Linked DNA regions of Mus musculus: regions 1 and 2 are each linked to region 3. Evidence: chromatin contacts called from public Hi-C and promoter capture Hi-C data. All regions are on one chromosome and are shown on one strand. The core of a region is the stretch at or near the end of the contact, and the rest is flanking DNA. Distances in the headings are between cores, read along the strand shown. Region 1 holds the start of Emsy (EMSY, BRCA2-interacting transcriptional repressor). Region 2 holds the start of Uvrag (UV radiation resistance associated gene). Region 3 holds the start of Rsf1 (remodeling and spacing factor 1).

Region 1 (3,013 bases), core at 58-2,557, 1.1 Mb before region 3:
AGTGGTTCACAATTTACTTAAAAACTTCTTCTTTTTTCTTGTTTTGGTCTCGGTGTCTCTTGCAGTCCAGTCTGACCCTGCATTCCTCATCTTCTTCCACTTCTACAGTGCTGAGATTATAAATGTAATTCATAATGAACTAGGAAAAGAACTTTCATTCACGTTGTGTATCTTAATATTCCCACAGGGTAGTTTTTCTCGTGTGTCCATCCTAACATCCCTTAGTGCTAGGAATCCGATTCAGGTCTCCAGGTCTTGCACATACTTGACAAGCAATCTGCCATTGAGCTAGATGTCCTCCCAGTGGTTACCCTAGTTTTCACGGGAATCTGCTAACAGAAGGATGCACACTAACAATTCCTCAAGATTTGCACTTTCATTGCATCCGATGCTACCAGAGTTCTTTATTTAGAGGGAGGACACAACAAAATTCGATGGGATTTATAATACTAGAAATTAACTTTGAGTTCTTGGATCAGAGAAACAATATATTGGGTCCCTATCGATCTGTAAAATAGGGGCACAAGGCCTCCACAACATTGTGTGGTTAAGAACAAAGGCTGATGGTGAACCTACCATGTCGTAGTGCCTCAAGTAAGTCCCTTCTTCCCTTTGTCAGATTTTGCACGAGATATCACTACCTCTCCTACTTCGTACATGGCGTAACTCCAAGCTGAGACCGCTCGGATTCCTTTCCTCCACTTGCAACTCCTAACACCGAGAAAGGTGTACGGGCCACTGTGAGGTCTTCTCTCTCCGTAGTGGATAACCTTTCTTGAGTTGTCGTTTGGGTGGCTGGAAGACGCTGATGACTACTCCCAAGCGTCTACGGAACCAGATCTTAATCCTCAACTGGGCATCAGGGACCAAGCTGTGTTCTTTTCATCCCAACCCTCGCTAGAGTGAAAAGGTCGAAGCTCAGCTCCAATTACAGACGCCATCTTGACCGCTACGTGTGACGCCACACGTACAGCCGAAAGAGCAGCTGATTGGCTGGGAAAGACCGGAGGATAGGCGCGCGAAGCTGGAGACTGGAGGGTAATGTAGAAGCCGAAAGGAACTACACTCCCAGACTTCCTTGCGCATGTGACCAGCAAGCAGCAAGAGAAAGAGGAGCGAGGTTGGACTCGGACTACAACTCCCACTAGGACCCGCGTTGTCCGCCCTTTCCTTTCAAAAGGCAGAGGAAAAGGGACAGGAAGAATGGAGGCTTTTGAGTGCTCGTTTCTCAAAAGGCGGGAAAGGCGAACTACACCTCCCGGCGAGCCGCGCGCGCCTGCGCCTGCGCTCTGGTATCTGTCGCCATCTTGCCCCTTCTGAGGCACCGCAAACAAACCTAATTCCTGGTGTCCCCTAGTCTTGGCGGAGGAGCCTTTTAGATGAGCCCCGAAAGGCCGGGCAGGTGGGTGTCTCTCAGGCAGGGTCCTGGGAAAAGCTGGCAGGCTATCCAGGGTAGGGGAGCGCTTGGCCAGGCACGGGGAGCCCGGCTTGGGTCGGTCAGCCCCATCCTCCGTTGTTTCCTAACGGGATCGCGGGGCTCCCTCAAGTGGACTGAGGGCGACTCCGGCATGCCTGGTGATGGGACGCCGGAGGTCGAGGTCTAGGAGCCCCGAGGCGACTCCGGGTTGTCTGACTGTCTGTCCGTGCCCCCGCTTTTTCTCCGTTGTCGTCTCCGCTGAGGAGTGCGCGAGGCGCGGACGCTGGCCAGGGTTCCCAAGACTGGCTGCTGGCCGCGGGGGCGCGGGCTTGACATTGGAACCCGCTCGGAGCCGCGCGGGCGAGGAGCCGGGCGGGCTGCTCTTGTTGTGGTGCTGTGAGCGAGTGCGTGTTTAGAGAGGGGGCGGGGCGGGCTGCCTGCTGACACTTGAGCGGGGGACGGAGTCGGTGCGACCCCGGTGCCGGGAGCACGCTCCGGCTTCTGCTGCCCGGCTTTCCTTTGCTGTGCGGCCCCGCCGTGCGTTTCCCTGGAGGGGATGCTTTGGGATGCCGTGACGTGGTACCCGATTCGGGCGGTCGCCGGCCGCCTCCGAGATTCTACCGGGAGGCGGGGACTGGCTTGGGGAGCGAGCGGATTCCTTTGGCTCTGCCCCTTCCTCCTCTCCACCCCCTTTCTTTATGTCATCCTGCCAGCTGGGGCGCGCCATCCAGTTTGGCTCGCTCAGAGTTGGTTCTGAGCTCAGAGGACTATGGGAAGTAGGGGGAAGGGGGCTCCACTTGAGGCCAAGAGTTGGAGTTAGCAACCCAGAGCCTGGAACGCAGTTGAAGAGTCATATCGGTTTAGTGTTTGACTCTTAGGCTGGCTCATTCATTCATTCTACTCTGCTGCTGACCATCCATTTATCAGTTTAACAGATGTTAAGGAAGATCTACTGAGTTCTCAACCTGTAGTGTAGTTTTGTTTGACCAAGGAATTCACAGTGCGAAATTCTAGGCTTTTAAACTTTTGGTAACTGGTCGAAATGACTCTTTTTTTACTGCCAAAACTTGAGAAAAGAGTTATTGAGTTTCATTTATCCAAATGACATGCTCCACCGTTTGCTTATTTTATCTCCTAACTTATTATTAAGGAAACTGGCAGAGGTCAAATCACTTGTCCAAGGTTGCACAGGTGGTAGAGTCTGTTTGGCAAGTCATATGCCAGCCACTATGACAGAACTTGGCTTGCCCTGTTTTCTAAATAATACTTGAAACAAACTTGGGATTACTTTTTTTTTTTTTTTTTTTAAAATAAAGGCATACAAATTGGGTTCAGAGAGGCCAATTCACAAGGATGAAACAACTAATTATGTTGTAAAGCTGGAACTGGAACCAAGAAGTGTTTGACTTTAAAACCTGTTCTTTCCCCTGTTAGTATGAGCTGGGTCATTGTGCTCTCAAATGGTGTTTTTTTTCCTTTGTCAGGAGCTGGAGTGTGGAGATGAAAATGGTATGAGTTATCTTTTCAATCTTAGTTTGTAGCCAGTCGAAGGCTTTCTATATCCTTGCGTATACATTGGTAATGTGATTTGTTTTT
Region 2 (3,461 bases), core at 947-3,446, 1.6 Mb before region 3:
TAATATGCTTACCATTTATTTTAAGATGGGGGCAGGGCTATGGGTATAGCTCGGTAAAGTGCATTCTGTCCAACTACCCGGATCTGAATAACAGCCCCAGTATCCTGATGAGAAAGCTGGGCATGGCAGTGCAGACCTCTAACCCCAGAGCTAGGGAGGCAGAGGCAGGAGGATCCATAGGGCTCACTGGCCAGCCATCCTGCTCTACTTTGTAAATTCCAGGCTAACAAGGGACCTCCATCTTTAAACAAAACAAAACAAAACAAAAAACAACAACAAAAAAAACCCCAAGATGGACGGTTCCTGAGGAACGATACTTGAGGCTGACTTCTGATCTCTGCACACACACACATACCTGCATGCATACCTGTGTACACAAATGTGTCCACACACACAAACATGTGCACATACTTTGTTTGTTTGTTTGTTGAGACAGGGTTTCTCTTTGTAATCCTGGCTGTCCTGGAATTCACTCTGCAGACCAGTCTGGCGTTGAACACAGAGATCTACCTGCCTCTGCCTCCAAGTGCTGGGATTAAAGGCATGTGCCATCATGCCCAGATACACATAATTCTTAAATAGTGCTAGGGATTGAACCCAAGGCCTTGTGAATATTCGGCATCTACTCAACCATTGAGCTATATATACATCTTCCCACTCAGTAAAAGATTTTAAATCCATCTATTATATGTTGGAGTCTTCATGGGCACAGATACTGGCCCACCTACCACCCCCCTCAGTGACACCAGTACTATTCAGCGCATGGACAGACAGTGGGGAGCTGACCTGCTCAGTGACAAAGCTAGAAGGTGGCAGTCAGAATCCCAAACTGCCTGCTTCCTGTTGTGTCTGCCTCTCTGAACACTGTGTTCTTTCAGCTATAACAGTCCAGGTGGTGGAGAAATTCACACTCTATGGGGACGGGGGAATCAATATTCTGCAAAATGACTCAGTGCTACTTATAGAAGCAATGGCTGTAGCTGCTATTATGGTCAAAGAAGTCTTCAGGGAAGGGAGGGCATTTGAGCTGTACCTTCATATTCATTTCTCTATTATCTGCAAGCAATGCGGATCCAGGGACGAATCAGACAAGGTCTTTTGGTTGAGGAATTCACATATGAGTGTTTGAATTCGGGGAGGCTGTGTGTGTTAAATGACTATTAAAAGACAAAGTGGAGGCTGCTGTGGTGGCACACTCCTGTAGTCCCAGCACCTGGGGAGCTGAGGTAGATTGAGCTACATGGTGAGTGGCAGGTCAGCCAAATCTCGCCCCTCCCCCCGCCCCGCCCCCGCGCAAAGCAAGTAAACAAACAAAGACAACACAATAGAATAAGCAGGTCTGTGGTAAAGGCAAGTTTCCTAATTCGGAGTTTCAGAGAAGTCTTTTGGAAGGACTCCTGCCCCAGCTGAAATACGATGGCTAAGCAAGCGTTAGTCACAAGCAGTAAAGGCTTTCTAGGCAGAGCATAAGCATCCCACCAGCAGAGGTGAGACAGTCTCTTGGCTGGCTGGCACACTTTGTGGCTAAGCTTACTAGTTATAGAAGCTAGAAGGGGCGTGGACTTGCAGGTCTGAGTGGATCACTGAAGAGCTGGTGGACTGCCCGATGGATCTTTGGTCTCAGTGATCGCGGCTCGGTGGCGGCTCCCCCTCTCAGTCATAAAGCGTGGCTTTTTTTTTTTTTTTTTGTACGTGGATGAGAACACTTCGGGAAGTCAGACCATCCATCCATCCCGACTCAGCTGGTGCCAAGCGGGTCCCCGCCCTCCACTGGAGGCTCTGTTACCATAGCAACTAGGTTAGGGCGGAAGTGGCTTAGAGGACTGACTCTCACTAATCAGGTGACTCTCCAGACTTCTGCACGTGACACGACATACCAGGCGCGCGCTCTACCTAATCAAGAAGCCGTCCCTGTTTCACTGACAACTGACAGCGCTCTAGAGCAATAGCCCACGAGGCTTCCCTAGGAGACCACACCCCTCAATAGGGAAAGGGCCAATTAGGCTGAGGCAAAGAGAAGTTACGCCCCAGGTTTAGCCCGGGTTTGACAGACGCAATTGAGGCCATCCTAGAGTCCCTCCGCCCCTAGCCATTGCGGCCGACGACGGACGGGCCCACTGGCCAATAGCACGTCCCTTGGCCGCCACCGGGTCCCGCCCTCTCAGAAACGGAACCAATGAGCACGCCAGCTCTGGGCCGGGTGGAGGGGTTGCACTGCGGTAATATGGCTCTTCCTTAGCCAGCGGCGGTGGCCAGCGCGGGCGCAGAGCTGCTGGGGCTCTCGGTGCCCGGTTTCTAGGCTGTAGGGGCTCTGCGAATCACAGCTCGGGAGGCAGCGGCCGATGCGGGAGGACTGCCCACCTGGCCGCTCGGCGGCTCAGGGGTCCAGATGAGCTCCTGCGCCTCGCTCGGGGGCCCGGTGCCCCTGCCACCCCCGGGCCCGTCCGCCGCGCTGACGTCCGGTGCCCCCGCGCGGGCCCTGCATGTGGAGCTGCCGTCTCAGCAGGTGAGCCGGCCGCGAGCCGGGGGGCGGAGAAGGTTGGCGGGGCTCGCAGGGCTGAGGAGGGCTGACAGGAGGAGGAGCCCCCTCCCCGGCCGTTCCCGCGCTCAGACCCCCGCATCCCTCCAAGAAGGCGCCGGGGAGCCCTGCCCCGCTGGCCGCCGCCGCGCTTTCCCTTTCGCTCCCCGATCGAGGAGTCGGTTTTCTGCACTTATTCTTAGCGTTTCGGGTGCTTCCTTCCGCTCCTCCTGAGGAAGGTATTTGGGACGTTGGGGTTTCCTTTCCAATCTCAGATCCTCATGGCACACTCCACTCCCTCGGGTGAGTGTCTGGAAGGAGGATTTGAAGTAAATATTCATAGCTTGTATCTCACGTGTGTGTGTGTGTGTGTGTGTGTGTGTGTGTGTGTGTGTGTGTGTGTAATAAGGACAAGAGAACACTGACTTTGGGAATCTGACAAAATTCTTGGCAACACCCGCCTATCAGTACATCTTCCACTGGCCTCCCTCAGTCCCTCGGGGAGACTCTGCAGGAACCTTAGCATTGAAGAGGACCTGGAGAAACTGTCAGTCATGGAGAGGTTACCGAGCTGGGTCTGTGCAAAGTGAGCATTGAATCGTCACAACTCCATGAGATAGCTGGTTTTATTGTCCCGGTTTCTCAGTTCTAGGAACAAGCTTGCTCACTGCCTCTCTGTTAGTGTTTCTGGTGGGGATGGATTTCCAAATACAGAGTCTGACTCCAGCTTGTGCTCAGCAGCAATAGTTTGCTTTAGACTTGAGAGCAGCTGCTCCACCACGGTCCACAGGACGAGCTCCCTCAGACCCTTTCTGTAACTTTCCATCCTTGCAAGAGACAGGAAGGAGCCACTTAGGAGCGCAGAGGCTATGGGAGAGAGGGCCAGGCATAGAGTGCATCGGAATGTAAAGGAAAGAGCAATGTTGCACCCCACCCCCCCAAC
Region 3 (3,431 bases), core at 113-2,612:
GGGAAATAAAGTACCAGAAAAGGAGCGGAATGGATCGGGACTAATAGGGGAGAGGGTTAGCGCTCAGCGTGTAAAGACTGCAAGCAGCAAACACAGCGCTGAGATGCTCCAGCAAAAGAACCACGACCAGCAGCAGCAGCAGGAAGTTTCAATGGGGCCGGGCAGAGCATGCGCCCTGAACCCGCGCGGTGGCCTTATGTGGAAGGAGCACCACTTGCGAACACCAATAATAGACCAGCGGCACCAGAGAGAAACATGAGCAACAAGCACCTTCTTCAACTGTTTCCCCAGCCATCTGAGCCCCTCCTCCAGCCTACAGACTAACCACCCCACCCCAGCCAGCAAATGGAAGAGTGACTTCTTCCCTTAAGCCCTGTAGCTGAGATAGGGGGAAGGGATAGAGAAAAGTGGAGAGATGCTTTTCTATTATTTTGGGGGAGGTGGTGAGGAGAAAAACTATGGAGGAGGAGATATTAACCCTCTCCTACCCAGAGCGGAGAAGCTGGGCCGAGTTCATTTCCCCTTCCTACGCGAGAATAGGGGGGAAGCCCCCTCTCTGGTCATAGACTCAGATCTCCCAAGGAGGAAGGAGTTTGGGGGGCTAGACCAGCCCTCCAGGGGACGGGAAAAGGCAGGAGCCGACTCTCTCGGGGGAGTTCCCACCACCGGGAGAGCGGAGTGTCCGCGGGCCCCCGCCCACTCAGGTGGAGTGAGCAGAGGGGGCGCCGAGAGAAGATGGGCCCAGCCTCCCGGGAGACGGTGGGGCGGATTGGTGGGAGGAGGGGAAGAGAAAAGCGCAAAGCTGGCCGGAACCTGCGCTCCCCTTCCCCCGCCACCTAAAGGGGTAAGAACTGGAGGCAACACCGGCGCGGGGGACCCGGCCCCAGAGCGTCAGGCCGGCACAATACCCCCTCCTGGGCCCTAGCCCACACCCGGTCCGCGACGCCCCCACCTCCGTCCCCGCGGGGCACGGTGGCCCTAGGGGGCCTCCGCCCCGCCTCCCCAGCACCCAGGAACCCCCGGGCTACGAGGAGTAGGGACTCCGCGGAGGCCAATCCCTGGCGAGGGACGGCCGCAGAGCCCCAGGGTATCTATGGAGAGCTAAAGCGCGCCAGGGCCGCTTCCCGCCGGGCTTTCGGGCCGATCGCTTACCTTCTCCGTTGCCGATGTCTGGCGGCGGCGCCTGCAGCACCCGCTCCAGCTCTGGGAACGGCAACTCGGGCAGGTCCAGCAGCGGCCCGTAGCGTTCCAAGAAGGAGCAGACTACGGCGAAGTTGGGGCACGAACCCGGGCAGCCCGGAGGAGCCATCGCCGCTGCCGCTGCCGCCGCCGCCGCCGCCGCCGCCGCCGCCATTTTGAACTGGAGGATGGAGGAGGAGGGGATGGGGGGGCGGGAGGAGTTGGGGGGACCGAGGGATGGCAGGGTAGCTTTACGGACGACAGGAGGCGCTCTCGAGTGGACGCCCCTGCGGCGGCGAGCGTCTCGCGCCAGGCGCCGCGATCCCACAATACCACGCCGGCCCGGAGCAGTCGAGAACTGAGTTAGATCGGGGACAGAGAGGCACTCTGGGCCCTTCACTTTCCGCCCTCTTCCCGTCCCCTTCCCTCTACGACTTCAAGGCTCCGACTTCTTCCCTCCCACTTCGGGGTCGCTACTGCCTCGTGTGACAGGGGGAATGAAAACAAGGGAAGCGGGGCGGAGAGGTTGGGGGCGGGACTTTCTAAGAACGATAGCCAATGGGGGGAGGGGGCGGAGCTTCGGGTGTGGGCCGGCTGAAGGCGAATTCCAGGCCTGGTGGCTGAACCGCTGTGGCTCAGAGTCCCTCGGCTAGCTGCAGGGAAAGGTGAAGCACGGATCCGACTGGAGGAACAACCGCGAACAGAAGCGCTGCGTGAGTTTTCTGCGGGATCTGGGAACGGAGACGACCAAGAGAGAGAGACAGAGAGGGAGTTGAAGAGAGACACCAAGATGCAGCAAAAGAGAATGGCAGGGAGGAGAGAGGTTAGGAGAAGGAAAGGTGCGGTTGTGGCTTGGCGCGGGACCCTGGAGAGAAGTCTCAGAAAGTTTGCTGAGGGGTGTTGCCCTCTCCTGAGTGTTGTGTGACCAAACTTTTCCTGGGGGGACGGTAAACACATCTCACCCCAGACAGAGCTCCCACCGACAGACCGAAGTACAGATAACACCAAAGTCCAACTTGGCGAACCAATGCGTTTTATTTTAACAGGAGCATGGATAAGGGGTCACTTACAGGAGCAGGAATGACTCAGAGACAGCTGCGACCCCAGGGCCCACCCCAGCATGGGTGACAGATTATAAAAACTGCACAGCCTGCAGGCAGCTCACTGCGTTGGCATGTCCTTTCCAAGTGACTCTGGTCTGAACCTCTTCCAGGCAGCTCAGCTGGCTTCTGCTCCTCCCAGGCAGCTGGTCCCATCTCAGAGTCTTCTTTGCAGTGCAGCTTGTCTGAGAGGCTTTTTTTTTTTTTTTTTCAGCTCAACTTCCTTTAGTTTGAGAGAGACGATCACCTTTTACTGTTTGCTCTGACAGAGAGAGACCTAATGAATCTGGTTAGTTTCAGGGACTTCCTGAAGCTGTTTTGAGTTGTTTTACTGTCCTGTTTAAAGAGCTTCCTTGCCAGATGGAACCGGTGGACCAGGGCCTAAGGTACTCTGTGGATCACTAATGAGGAATTGCCTCTGCTGGGTGACCAAATCTGAGGAACCACTCTCTACTCGGGAACTAAGATGCTAAGAAGACTCTGGGCTCAGCTCAGGCTCTAAGTTGGCCAAGGTCTAGAGGGTGAGCTAGGATTCTACTTAGAAAGCTGGGAGTTCGCTGCACAGCAGTAAGCTTGTTAGGAAGCAGAGTTCTACTCCATTCCAGAGTTGGTTGTAGCATTCTCTCAGAAAGAATCCCAGAATGGGGAAAGTCATCAACAATGGAAAATAAATAGAACCTGCAGCTTAGGAAGCAGTATACTGTATGCTTAGGAGCAGGAAGTAAGTTTGAGTTGAACCAGACTTGAGTCCTATCCCTAATTACTTTATAACCTTCCGAAGTTTCTTTGTTACTTTGAACTTTAGTAAAGTGAATAATAATATCTACAGCATGGATAGTTCACAGTAAAGTGGTTAGTATGTTTTTCTGTCACATTGAATGTACTTTGAAAGATTCCTTCTTGTCCTGGCAGGTGGCAGAGTCAGGAAGAACTCTGAGTTCAGGCTATAGAGTAAGACTGTTTCAAAGAATCAAATCTTTCTTATAAAAAAATTATAATCTAGATTGAATCCAGCTATATTGAGCCTACAATTTATTACATTATGCCAAAATTTTAAGAATATATTTAAAACTTACATAACACCTACTTCCTAAAACTAAAGCAACACATATTCTAAATCAGATTAAATAGGAAAATGTGTGACTAAAGAAA

The links. Promoter capture Hi-C pulls out the DNA fragments that hold promoters and counts their contacts. A called contact is a pair of places that touch in the nucleus more often than the background predicts.
Region 1: a contact with region 3 is called in a Hi-C map of muscle stem cells, with 4 times the contacts expected there. The contact joins the promoter of Emsy here to the promoter of Rsf1 in region 3. A contact is called at or near these places in 1 of 484 Hi-C or Micro-C datasets (muscle stem cells) and 1 of 115 datasets of contacts at active chromatin or transcription factors (extraembryonic endoderm stem cells).
Region 2: a promoter capture Hi-C map of pre-B cells shows a contact between it and region 3, with 4 times the contacts expected there. The contact joins the promoter of Uvrag here to the promoter of Rsf1 in region 3. A contact is called at or near these places in 1 of 39 promoter capture datasets (pre-B cells), 1 of 484 Hi-C or Micro-C datasets (muscle stem cells) and 2 of 115 datasets of contacts at active chromatin or transcription factors (astrocytes and pancreatic cancer cells).

Annotation. Positions count from the first base shown.
Region 1 is chr7:98,654,863-98,657,875 of GRCm38.p6, reverse strand. It overlaps Emsy (EMSY, BRCA2-interacting transcriptional repressor), which reads left to right and starts at 1,307. Exons shown (of 20, transcript NM_172280.2): 1 at 1,307-1,402.
Region 2 is chr7:99,139,879-99,143,339 of GRCm38.p6, reverse strand. Uvrag (UV radiation resistance associated gene) reads left to right here and starts at 2,196. Exons shown (of 15, transcript NM_178635.3): 1 at 2,196-2,506. The coding sequence starts at 2,390.
Region 3 is chr7:97,577,827-97,581,257 of GRCm38.p6, reverse strand. It overlaps Rsf1 (remodeling and spacing factor 1), which reads right to left and starts at 1,362. Exons shown (of 16, transcript NM_001081267.2): 1 at 1,153-1,362. The coding sequence starts at 1,354. Aamdc (adipogenesis associated Mth938 domain containing) reads left to right here and starts at 1,761. Exons shown (of 5, transcript NM_001177945.1): 1 at 1,761-1,892.